Linked DNA regions of Zea mays: region 2 is linked to region 1. The links are chromatin contacts, called in public Hi-C maps. All regions are on one chromosome and are shown on one strand. Each heading gives the region's core, a stretch centred on a gene start, on an enhancer-like site or on the middle of the called end of the contact. The rest is flanking DNA. Distances are from core to core; before and after follow the strand shown. Region 1 has its middle 27 kb from the start of LOC111589701. Region 2 holds the start of LOC103630440 (probable membrane-associated kinase regulator 4).

Region 1 (6,212 bases), core at 1,975-4,474:
GAACAATCGGAAAGTAATATCTCAAGAGTAACCTCATTGTTTTTCTTCGGAGGTGTCTTCTTGTTCTTTTGGGATCTTCTACGAGCCATCACTTCGAGTTGTTAGACTCAATACGAAGTGCCTAGCTCTGATACCAATTGAAAGTCGCCTAGAGGGGGGTGGATAGGCGAAACCTAAAAATTATAACTTTACACCCCAACTAGATCCCTTGATTAGTGGTTAGAACAAGATGCACAATTATCGGAGTATAAAAACTAAGTCCTTTGCTTGCAACGAGTATTGTTTTCAAAGAGTGCAGAGTTTAATCAATAGCAATACTACTTAGAAATGTTAGTGGAGAATAATGCAAGAGGGCTTAGATAAGAAGAGGAGAAACACAAGTTCTTTCTTGCAAGGAGTTGCTTCTCTAAATGTGAATTTAACTTGAAGCAACACTAAATAATAGCAAAGAGTAGCGCAAGAGAACTTAGAAAGGGAGAGAACAAACAAATCACAAGCAATAAACACAAGAGACACAGGTGATTTGTTTTACCGAGGTTCGGCCCTCGAAGGCCTAGTCCCCGTTGAGGAGTCTAGTAAGGACGGCTCTCTTTCAACCCTTTCCCTCTCTCCACCGATCACCAAGACCGGCGAGCTCTTCTTCTTCTCAAGGATCACTTAAGACCCCGCAAGGATCACCACACTCAGGTGTCTCTTGCTAGCTTTACAAGCCTCCAAAACTTTGGAGGAAGTTCAATGGGAGTCAAAACACCACGCACAAATGAACACAAGATGTAGCACACACTTTCTCTCAATGAATCTCACAAGGCACTAGTGCTAAACTCACACGAGTAGCTCTCTTTTGCTTGATCTCTCTTTTGTGGCACTTGTATTGGTTGTAGTGGTCTAAATCTTGTGTATAGGATGGATCAATGAATATAGGTGGTTGGGAGGGCTTGGATATGTCAACTATATGACTTGGATGTTGCATGGGCTCCCTCACCTTGAAGTGGCCGGTTGGGTGGTATTTATAGCCACCAACCAAATTGTAGCCGTTGGAGAAGGCTGCTGGCGATGGGCGCACCAGACAGTCCGGTGCGCCGCCGGACATTGTCCGGTGCGTCGCCATGTCACCCTGTCGTTAGGCTTTGGAGCTGGTCGACCGTTGGAGGCTTTGTCCTCATGCGGCACCGAACAGTCCGGTGCCACACCGGACAATCTGGTGCCCCTCTGACCTTCTGCTTTGACTTCTGCCGCGTTACTGTGCTGCATTGTTCATCCGTCAGAGTCGACCGTTGCGCGCAGATAGCCGTTGCTCCGCTGGCACACCGGACAGTCCGGTGGTACACCAAACAGTCCGGTGAATTATAGCGGAGCTGCGCCTGGGAAACCCGAAGCTGAGGAGTTTGGAGTGTACGACCCCTGGTGCACCGGACACTGTCCGGTGGTGCATCGGATATTCCGGTGCGCTAGACCAGGGAACACTTCGGTTTCCTTTTTGCTCCTTTCTTTTGAACCCTGACTTGTTCTTTTTATTGGTTTGTGTTGAACCTTTGGCACCTGTAGAATGTATAATCTAGAGCAAATTAGTTAGTCCAATTATTTGTGTTGAGCAATTCAACCACCAAAATCATTTAGGAAAAGGTTTGACCCTATTTCCCTTTCATATACAATGTCGCATAAATACATACACCGTGTAGCATAATTGATTAAAAAACCTAATATCGGTTCAACTAACAGCCCCCGCGGGAATTAGGGACATTTTTATGGAAGACATAAAAATCGTATTCATCATCGTACAAAGCATCAGTGGAATGCATAAATAGTGTAAGTAGTAGACATAAAACATAATCATCGATGGTATAAACATGGATCAGATAGTTCGTCACCAGAGGACGATCTTGAGACCGCCAGATCAAAGGACGCCTCAGAGGCCATCGAGTCGAAGCTGATCGTCGGAGGAGGATGCCCTCCGTTGCTCCGCATCGGAGGATATCGTTGCCTTCGGATGCCACCACGGACGGTCACTGCAGCCATCACCGCTCACGCCTCACAAGGTCGTCGCCAGCGCCACAAATCGCGCCTCGGGGTGTCGCGGTCGCCGCAATCGCTCGCGCCTCGTGTAGACGCGACAACCACCAATTGTGCCTAGGGCAGTCACGGCCGCCGCGGCGCTCGCGTCTCGGGCCGCCACTCATCGAATCGCCTGGGCCGCCGCTCGCGAATGTCACCTGGGACCGCCGCTCGCGTCTTGCGCCGTAGGAAGTCGTCGTCGACGTTCGGCCGCCGCTCGCACCTCACGTGGTTGCAGCCGATGTTAGGACCAGAAACTCTAATCCCTATGGCGTTTGGGGTGTTATTATAGACGTTCAGACCTGGTCCGGCTCAACCAGATGACATGTCTAACCTAGGATTTCTCTAGCTATTGGAAGCCTAGAGACTCCGATACTTCAAATCGACTGATCTTTAGACCTCATTCTTTTGTGATTCGTCTTGTTGCTTGGTTGGGCGAGTATCGGTTGCCGCTGATCACTTGGCTTGACCTCTGCCACAACAAAAAGTACAGAGAAGACGATGACCACTTGACTTGGCCTCTACTACAAAAGCTAGAAAATAGATGAATATAGTTTATTTGGCCCCCTTATATTTTATTTATGGCTCCGCCCCTGCTGCACTGTGAGGAATCTTTTATAGTGTGCCGTGTAAATTTTTTTTACTCACTTAAACACCTGCTATGACATTCTTTAAAAAAGGTTCCTGAAAATTAAGATGCGATCAAGGCCGAGAAATGGATCAATCTACGTTCTGTTGGTTTTTTTATTTGAGGCGTGCAGCGTGGTGGTAGGCTGGTAGCAATGTTTTGTTTCTTTTCTGTTGAACCCGAGGTGCTCCTTGTTTTACGGATGTAACCCATTCAGATGCTGTAACTGGTATTTGGTCTCAATATAATAATAGTTATTATGCATTGCAGGTATTAGTAAATTTTTAGAGTAAAAGTGTAAAGCTTTGGTTTTATCCTATAATCGTGGAATAAACTTTTATAATAAATTTATTTGGTGGTACAAGTATTCTTTTTAATCTAATTAGTTAAATTTAGAAAATGTTGATTTTTCGGAAAATAAAAAATATTAATTTTAGCATGGAGAAATTACAACAGCTAGTCTGACCGTACGAGTCCTGCTGCATTGAAAGTTGGGCAAGTCAACGAGAATTTGGGCAGGCTTCTGCCAATTTCCAGGCCCTCAAGGCACGAAGCGGCCCAATAAGGCGAGTAACTGTAACTGCAACCATGCAAAGGCATCCGCGTCCTGGCACCCGTCAACGATACCCGTCGGCCGGCTGCTCAGGATCATTTGGAACTAGAGATGCCAATGGTCAATGTTACTCGAAACCCGTAAATCCGGTAAGTTTTACCTAATATAAAGACATATATAGGTTTTTAATGGATAAAATATTCACTAGTACAGAGAAGATCTATACTGGCGATCGTAAACCTATTTTTAGTGGCGTTTATCGTAACCGCCAGTGCTAGGGCCAGTAAAAATCAGCATTTTTACAGGCGGGTAACTGAAGACCGCCAGTGCAAATCGTTTCCAGGAAACATAAAACAGATTTTAAAAATAGTAAAAAAATTATTTTTATTAGGCCCACCCTACCCGCCGGAGGCGAAGTCGCAAGTCGCGGCATTTTTCGCGCGCTACGCGGTTGTTAGTAATCGAACCGTCGACCTCACCCTCGCGCCCGAATTTTTTGCATTTTAACTCTTCCTCGAAAACAATATCACGTTTGGACCCTAGAAAATTTTAATGTCATTTTTGGACCCTTTGCTCGGCGCCATAACCTATGGCGCCGAGGTAACACAGCTCGGTGCCATAGGCTATGGCGCCGAGATAGGTGCTACGCTGGCCCAAACGGACGACGTGGCGCTGACGTGGTACCGAGCTCGGCGCCATAGATCTTGACGCCGAGCTCAATTCTGTACACAAAGGTCGTCTAGCTCAGTTGGTAGAGCGTAAGATTCTTAACCTTGTGGTTGTGGGTTCGAGCCCTGCGGTGAGTGTTTTTTTGTCTTTGTCACTAATTTATTTTTTTGTTGTCTATATTTTTCGTTTATGTCGCTCATTTGTCCGCCCAGATTTATTTCTCATCTAGATTTTTTATTTTTGTGACTGATTTGTTTATTCATCTAGATATTTTTTGTTTTTGTTTATTTTTTATTTTTGTTTTTGTTTATTCAAACTCTGTGACGCAATGGCTATATATATATATATCACACCGCCAAATGAAAGCAAATCTAAAAGAGAATGATGCGCCAGCATGATCACAAGTTCAGAACAACAGTTTATTTAGTATATCTCTTATTTTGCTACAGATACAGTTACGGCCGGCAGAGACATAAGCAGTTCTAATCTGACACGCTTCCTGTTTATGTTATATTATTATATAATATATGACTAAAAACATGAAACAAAGGTTTTCCATGATCACCAACCATTTGACATGACAGCGGATGACATCTCTGGAAGGAGGCCATCCCGAACTCCACCCCTCGCCTGGAATGCTCCATCAGGAGGGCCGCTCAAACAAGGACTCCTGCCTGCACGCTAAGCAACGAAACAGAACCGGATCAGTCAGCAAGAACCGGATTTAGCGATGGTCCCTATTGTGTTCAGATGATTTTACAAGAAAATAAAAAAATTAGCTGAACTCCTTTGATTTCCTTTAATTTGGCGGTGTGATATATATATATATATAGCCATTGCGTTAAACAAAAACAAAAAATAAACAAAAACAAAAAATATCTAGATGAATAAACAAATCAGTCACAAAAATAAAAAATCTAGATGAGAAATAAATCTGGGCGGACAAATGAGCGACATAAACGAAAATATAGACAACAAAAAAATAAATTAGTGACAAAGACAAAAAAACAAAAAAATTAGCTGAACTCCTTTGATTTGCTTTCATTTGGCGGTGTGATATATATATATATATATATATATATATATATATATATATATATATATATATATATATATATATATATATATATATATATATATATATATATATATATATATATATATATATATATATATATATATATATAGCCATTGCGTTAAACAAAAACAAAAAATAAACAAAAACAAAAAATATCTAGATGAATAAACAAATCAGTCACAAAAATAAAAAATCTAGATGAGAAATAAATCTGGACGGACAAATGAGCGACATAAACGAAAATATAAACAACAAAAAAATAAATTAGTGACAAAGACAAAAAAACACCCACCGTAGGGCTCGAACCCACAACCACAAGGTTAAGAGTCTTAGGCTCTACCACTGAGCTAGACAACCTTTGTGTACAAAACCAAGCTCGGCGCCAAGATCTATGGCGCCGAGCTCGGCACCACGTCGGCGCCACGTCGTCCGTTTGGGCCAGCGTAGCACCTACCTCGGCGCCATAGCCTATGGCGCCGATCTGTGTTACCTCGGCGCCATAGGCTGTGGCGCCGAGCAAAGGGTCCAAAAATGACATTAAAATTTTCTAGGGTCCAAACGTGATATTGTTTTCGAGGAAGGGTTAAAATGCAAAAAATTCGGCCCTCGCGCGTACCCTCCACTACCACTCCGTCTATGACATGCTTTGTGTCTAGTTTGTAGTTGTTTTCTCCACATATTACAACCATTTGAGTGTAAATTGCTTATTTGAGACCCTAAACGAATTCAAATAAAAAAGTTGTCAACTACAAAGATAAATAACTTTTGAAGTTCTACAACTTTTATTTTGACACTTTTTTCATCCGAGGTAGTTTGCAAAATTTGAATTTTAAATTTGACATACTTAGATTCAATTTTTGAGAGCCGAAATGAGTTCAAATAAAAAAGTTGTCAACTACAAAGTTTCATAACTTTTAGAGATCTACAACTTTTATTTTGGTGGTTTTATCATACGAGGTCGTTTGAAAAACTCGAAAAATTAAGGATAAAAATGATTTCTAGTGGCGGTTCCTTAAGAAAACCGCCACTACAAATCGTATTTCTACTGGCGGTTCCTTAAGAAAACCCCCACTACAAATCATGGATTTCTACTGGCGGTTTTCTTAAGGAATCGCCAGTAGAAATACGATTTCTAGTGGTGGTTTTCTTAAGGAACCGCCACTAGAAATAGCACAGTCGGTGGATAACCGGATCCGTCTGTAAAATATATCGTCTCGCAGGTGTTGAGCCTT
Region 2 (6,212 bases), core at 2,318-4,817, 130 kb before region 1:
TGCAATCGCCGTAGGTATTTACATGCTTTCATGAAAACAGTTCTAACAGCTACGTTCTTTGCTGGGACGGATGGATCGAGTAACATCCAACTCGATGCCTTCCCACTGCCTCGGCTCTACCTATACGAAAAGGGTCTGAGGATGAAATTTCACGAAACTGTGCATATTGCAGATTTGCACTTTTCGTGTTACTTTTCCTCGCTGCCTTTCCTTTACGCAAAAAAAAAAAAAAAGAAGAATCAATCTCAAACATGTTGAGCCTACATGTTTTAATGTAGTAGTAGCGAGATACGGAGTGCTAGCCATCCACCTTTACTAGATCGGTAGACTCGCATCACGATCCCACCGCCGAGCAACCTTGCGATACGGAGAGGACGACCAACTTCGTGACGAGCAACCCCGTAAGGCGGGGCTAGCGACCATGTCGCGTGCCAATCTAACCATCGTAAGAGAAGGGCCGACCCAATGCTACGGGTCCGTGTCATCACCGGACCACGTTCGGACCTCGGGTACGGCGTCGAAGGGTCCCCGTCGAACGTCAAACGGTACGTCGTCACGTGCTGTTCCAGGCAAACCCCCACTAACATATGGGTACGATCAACCCCGACCGTAGGGACCTCAGCGTCGGAGTCTACAGTGACCCGCATACCGAAAAGGACGCAACAAATACACCATACCGATGTATGCCTACGCACGCGGGTAAGTAACGCAGGTCCGTGACGACATGCAAGGCTGCGTTACGCACGACCGCATCATAAGGGGGCTGACCTACGGGACCCACCACGCACTACTCTGAAAATGTTAGCAGAGGACTCGCAACATGAACCCCATATGACGTACGAGTGAGACGATACACCATACCAGGCGTACGGCTGCACGCGACCCTACGGACTACGTCGGGAGCACTATGTCAAACCAGGGGACATGTCGCCCACATACGTGTAGAGAATAAGTCACCTCTATAAGGTCCTACTCTTAAGCTATAAAAGGGTAGGCTCCCCTTCTCTCTTACACACAAGCACAAAAGCTGTAACACTTTCCATCGTAATACTACGATCAACACTACACTGATTAGGGCTCCAGCCTAAACGAGTATAACCCAGTGTCCCAAGTACACTGTTCGAGTCCCAGTGGTTCACCGTTCGGAGTGAGTCCGTGCTAGCACCCCCACCAAACACAAATCTATTGTCCCCCCGGGTTTTGAAACCACAACAACCTGCAATGCAGCTTGAACACGACCTCTATTTGTGCTTTACAGGACACCACCTCTATGATGGCCACCACCTATTTGGGACCAAACAACAATGAACCCTAGGGCCTTTTCGTGATGAGCAATACCTTGGATTTGGCTCGGCGAGGAGGACGGCGACGACGGTCCGCGACAGGTCGTCGGGGTTGCCTGGCGGTGCTCCCTGCGGTGGAGCGGACGGTCCGCGACATATTGTCGGACAATCCACGACCTAGTGGCGGAAGCGGGTTCTTCCTCGTGTCGAGCCGGACGGTCCACGATGGCGCATGGTCGTCTTCTTCCTTACAACAACCTAGATCCCGGGAGAGAGACATTGAAGTGCTTCGAGTCGGAATGTGTTCGGGGGTTATCAATCGGTTGTACCCCTTTATATTTATATGGGAGAAGGTCTGGACCTGTTCATAGACGATATCCAATAGATCTTCACGAATAAGTTAGGATAACTACACATGAGATAAGTACCATCGCCCATGCTTATCTGGTCGTGAGGGCGCGGACTATCCGAGCCCTATGGTCGTACCGTCCGACCATACCAAGGTGCTAAATATGGTGTCCAACGGTTAGCATTACCTTTTATAACTTAGTTTAATTCAGCTATTTGGTATTTAATTAACAAAGACTATTAGAGACGAACAATTGAATTAGGTTGAACAGAACACCATCGTAATTGTTTTAGAATTAGGGACATAATAATAATAATAATAATAATAATAATAATAATAATAATAATAATAATAATAATAATAATAATAATAATAATAATAATAATAATAATAATAATAATAATAAGTAATCTTCAAAGTAGGAGCAAAAATTACCAATCTTTCAACATATAATCGTTTAACAAGATACAATAAATGTTTATAAATAATTTTACTTTCTTCATATAAATCGGTTGGACTAAAAATACTTTCTAACTTTATAAATTGATTTCTACGAACACTGAGAGAGACCTCCTAGGCTCGGTCAATTAGTACTCAATTGGGACGAGACGAGTCCATTCCAGTGGCGCACATTCCTTGTGTCTATCTGCCGACGAGAACGACCGCTCACGTGACGGTGGGAAAAGAAGCAACATAAACGAAGCGGGTTGAAAAGTAGAACCAATGATTTTTTTTTTCTGAGCATTAAAAAGCTCCACCAGGTAAAATCAGGAGTGAGTTGCTGATTTATCATGTTTTAATTTAAAAATTAACTAGCGGATGTTAAATATTTAATAGCAAAGTAGTATACTACAAGACTATCTGCACCGCCTCCCGCTTGACCTCCCCTCCCCTCGGTTAGCGGCGCCAGTGTTACCCTATATGCTGTATCGGTGGCCTCTATATACACCCCTACCGGCTATAGTACTAGAGGAGTCTACAGTTATCCGCTAGATACAACGTGAGGACGTCGGCCCCCTTCCCTGCATGCACAGCGACGTGACAGTGCAAGTTGAAGTTTGGTAGTTAGAAAAAAATGATGTTGGATGATAAATAAGTGTAGAAAATAATATTTTATAGTTGTAATGGGTTATAGGGGAGTATTTAGGGAGAACCGCTGCGGGAGATGAAAAAATAGGGAGTGAAATATTGATGATGTGACACAAAAAAGTGATATAAGAGGAAAAATTTAGAAGGAACCGCTGCGGATAGTCTAAGTAAATTACCATTTATTTAAGGTTTTGAGGGGTGCAAAAACCAATCGTTCTGGCTGTTTTTTTTTAAAAAAACCCACTAGCTCTTCTTGGGTCCGTCCCGATTCCCAGGCATTTCATTCCTGCCTCGGCATTTCACAGCCGAACAGGTGGAATTCCGAGTGGAGTGGAGTTAGGGGTGGATATCGAGTCAGCTCGGCTCGACCGAGCTCGAACTGGCTCGTTAAGGAAACGAGATGGCTCGGCTCGGCTCGTTAAGCAACCGAGCCAGAGAACCAGCTCGGCTCGGCTCGTTTGCGAGCTCGAGCTGGCTCGTTTAACTCGCGAGCCAGAACAAAAAAATATTATACATGTATATATACAACAATATAATCGATTACTAGTTAATTTCATACTAATTTAACACTAGAAAAGACTAACAATACTCATAATTTTATATATCACATCATTTAAACCCTAAAATAACATAGTTCATCACTTATTAATTCATCAAATACAAGTATAGGCTTTGTTTTACAGATAAATGCTAGCTCATTCGAGCTAACGAGCTGGCTTGAGCTCGTGTCGAGCTGGCTCGTTAACGAACCGAGCTGAGATGTTAGCTCAGCTCGTGATAAAATTGAAACGAGCCGAGTCGAGCCGAGCCGAGCTGGCCACGAGTCGAGCGAGCTCACGAGGCACGAGTATTTTTCGCAGCCCTAAGTGGAGTGATGGCGTCTCGATGGGCTGACACACAGCCACAGGCACGTCAGTGGTACCGTCCCGATGCCTAGACAAACGCGCACGCCTCGCCTACTGGTCGCTGCTCCGTGCTCTGCCTCTGCTGCGCTCGCGTCCCGCTTCCGTTGCGGGACACGAGCTGCTGCAGTGCTGTGAGCCTGTGATACACCACACACCAGTCGCCGCAGAGGGGAGGCGTTCAAAAAAGCAAAAGAGCTCCGCCCTAAACAGCGCTCCTCGCAGAGAGCGGAGGCGCCACCCCAAAGCCGGGCTTTCATCAGAAAAGAAGGAGCCAAAGCCTGGGCATGGAGCAATGATACGGAGGGGGACACCCGGACAGCGACGGTCAGGGGCACGGTTGGCCGCCGAGACGCGAACAAGCAGCAGATCATGCCGGCCGGCCGGCCGGGGCCCCCGTAAAGCACGAGCGTGAGCGTTATTCCAGGCCTTCCGATTTATAACCCCCCTAGCTCCGTCGATTCCTCTGCCGTTTCGTTTTAAGCTAGCACTAGTAGTAGTAGCACCGAATCGCTCATCCATCATTCCATCCATCCATCGAGAGCAGGCGCGGCACGCCACGCCACGCCACAGCCAGTCAGCCACAGCCACTTCGGTTCGTCGTCCAGGACAAGAATAAGCGAGAGCAATGGCGGGAAGGCGAGAGGACGTCGACGGAGAGGTGCAGCGGCGGGACGAAGAGGAAGAGGAGGAGTACATCGACATGGACCTGAGCTCGGCAGCGCCCGGGGCGCGGGAGTTCGAGTTCATGTCGGCGCCGCTGGACAGGTGGGGGGAGCCCCTGGCGTCGCCGGCGGACGAGCTCTTCTACAAGGGCAAGCTGCTGCCGCTGCACCTGCCGCCGCGCATCCAGATGGTGGAGGAGCTCCTGGTGGACGGCCGCGGCCGCGGGGACCTCCTCTTCCCCCTCCACCACGGCACCACCACCAGCAGCAGCAGCACCGCCCCGGCGACGCCGTACGAGTCGTGCGCCGCGTCGCCGGCCGACTCGCGCTACGTCAGCGGGGAGCTCAGCGTCGAGGCGTACTTCCAGGAGTACGCGGCCGCCCGCCTGGCGCTGGCGGACGCCGCGGAGCCCGGGGAGAGGAGGCCGACGACGACGTGGTCCAGGAAGCTCAGGTTCGTGCGGCAGCTCAACCTGGGCCTCCGCCTCAAGGCGTCCAAGGCGTACCTCAAGACCATATTCGCGGCGGCCAAGCCGGGGCAGCAGCACACGGACGCCCGCATGGACGATGTTGGCGCGCCGACGGGAGCGCAGGAGGAGCTGGCCCGTGGTCACCTCAGGGCGTGGAGGAAGAACCCGTTCGCCCAGATCAGAAGCAACAGGTGCGTCGCCTCCCAGTCCCATGCCGCGCCCGCCGCAGGAGGAGGGCGGTGCAAGGAACGCGAGCACGGCCACAGGCGGTCCTTCTCCAGCGTCATCGTCCGGTACTCCTCGTCGAACAAGACGTCCCCAGTCCCTGCGCTGCCGCCGCCGCCGTCCTCGAGCGAGTCCGACTGCGCGGGGCCGGCGCTCAGGAGGAGCAGCAGCGCCAGCTCCGAGGTGGAGAACCCCATCCAGGGGTTCATCGCCTACTGCAAGAAGTCCCAGCAGCTTGCCTCCGTCAGGAAGAGCGCCAGCGACGCCGGCTTCCGCTTCCTGTCGGCCGCGGCGTCCAAGATCGCCGCCGAGTCCGACGGCCTTGATGACCTCACCGAGATTTGCAGAGGATGATAGGACCATCAATCCTGATCATTGTACAATGATGCACATGCGTTCTGGAGGTTTTTTTTTGTTTGTTTGAAAAAAAACACTAAAACTTCTGGTCTAAACCAACCCTGTGTCATGATGATATTGTTCAAATGAATGACATCTGAAGTTTGAGCATTGTCTGTTTCTAGTACATTAGTGACTTGGTACAGACGTACAGTTCGTTACTATGGAATTTTCCATGGACGAGTAAAATCAAAAGCAGAGTCTTGCTTACTTTTCATCACTTTTGTTTCTCATAGCATCGATAGACAAGGGCTCATATTCAGAGCTGTTTGGCACGGATCCAGCTTCTTGGAAAATCGAACTATGTGCCTGTTTGTTTCGGCTTTTCGCAGCTTTTGACCACCAAAAGCTGTTGTGGACTGCCAAACACTCAGCTTTTCAGCCAGCTTCTATAAAATTTGTTTGGGTAAAAAACATTCAAAATCAACATAAACATATAATCGGTTGAGTTTTCGCAACGTAGTAATCCGTCACTTTATAGATCCTGAGCCTCATGGACAACTTTATCTTCCTCCGCACGTAATCGTAATGACACTCAGATTCTCTACACAGCCAGATTCTCCTCACAGCTAGATTCTCGGAAAAGCTCGTCAGAAAAAAATTGAACCAAACAGGCACATGGCTCTAGCTTCTCTTCAAGAGCAACTTCTCTATAGGAGCTAATGTTTTTTAACAAATCGTTTAGCAAAACAGCTCTTCTTAGCACGAGATAAGGGTAAGATGAAGAGTGGGGGAGGAGCCACTAGGAGCCAGTTTTTTTGGCTATGGTTTCTCTATATAAAAATGGCTTCGCTTCTTAGTACTTCTTGTTGAAAGCTCTTTTTATATACCGT

The links. A called contact is a pair of places that touch in the nucleus more often than the background predicts.
Region 2: a contact with region 1 is called in a Hi-C map of tassel, with 3 times the contacts expected there. The contact joins the promoter of LOC103630440 here to the enhancer-like site in region 1. A contact is called at or near these places in 3 of 25 Hi-C or Micro-C datasets (ear, leaf and tassel).

The regions. Positions count from the first base shown.
Region 1 is chr6:163,090,908-163,097,119 of Zm-B73-REFERENCE-NAM-5.0, reverse strand. No RefSeq gene overlaps it. Among protein-coding and RNA genes, the nearest start is that of LOC111589701, 27 kb to the right of the region's middle. Within about 2 kb of position 3,224, at least 10 of the 20 cell types and tissues checked have an H3K27ac peak or open chromatin away from gene starts, as enhancers often do. A contact at or near this core is called in ear, leaf and tassel, where this site is marked.
Region 2 is chr6:163,222,115-163,228,326 of Zm-B73-REFERENCE-NAM-5.0, reverse strand. It overlaps LOC103630440 (probable membrane-associated kinase regulator 4), which reads left to right and starts at 3,567. Exons shown (of 1, transcript XM_008651494.4): 1 at 3,567-5,596. The coding sequence starts at 4,252. The coding sequence ends at 5,337.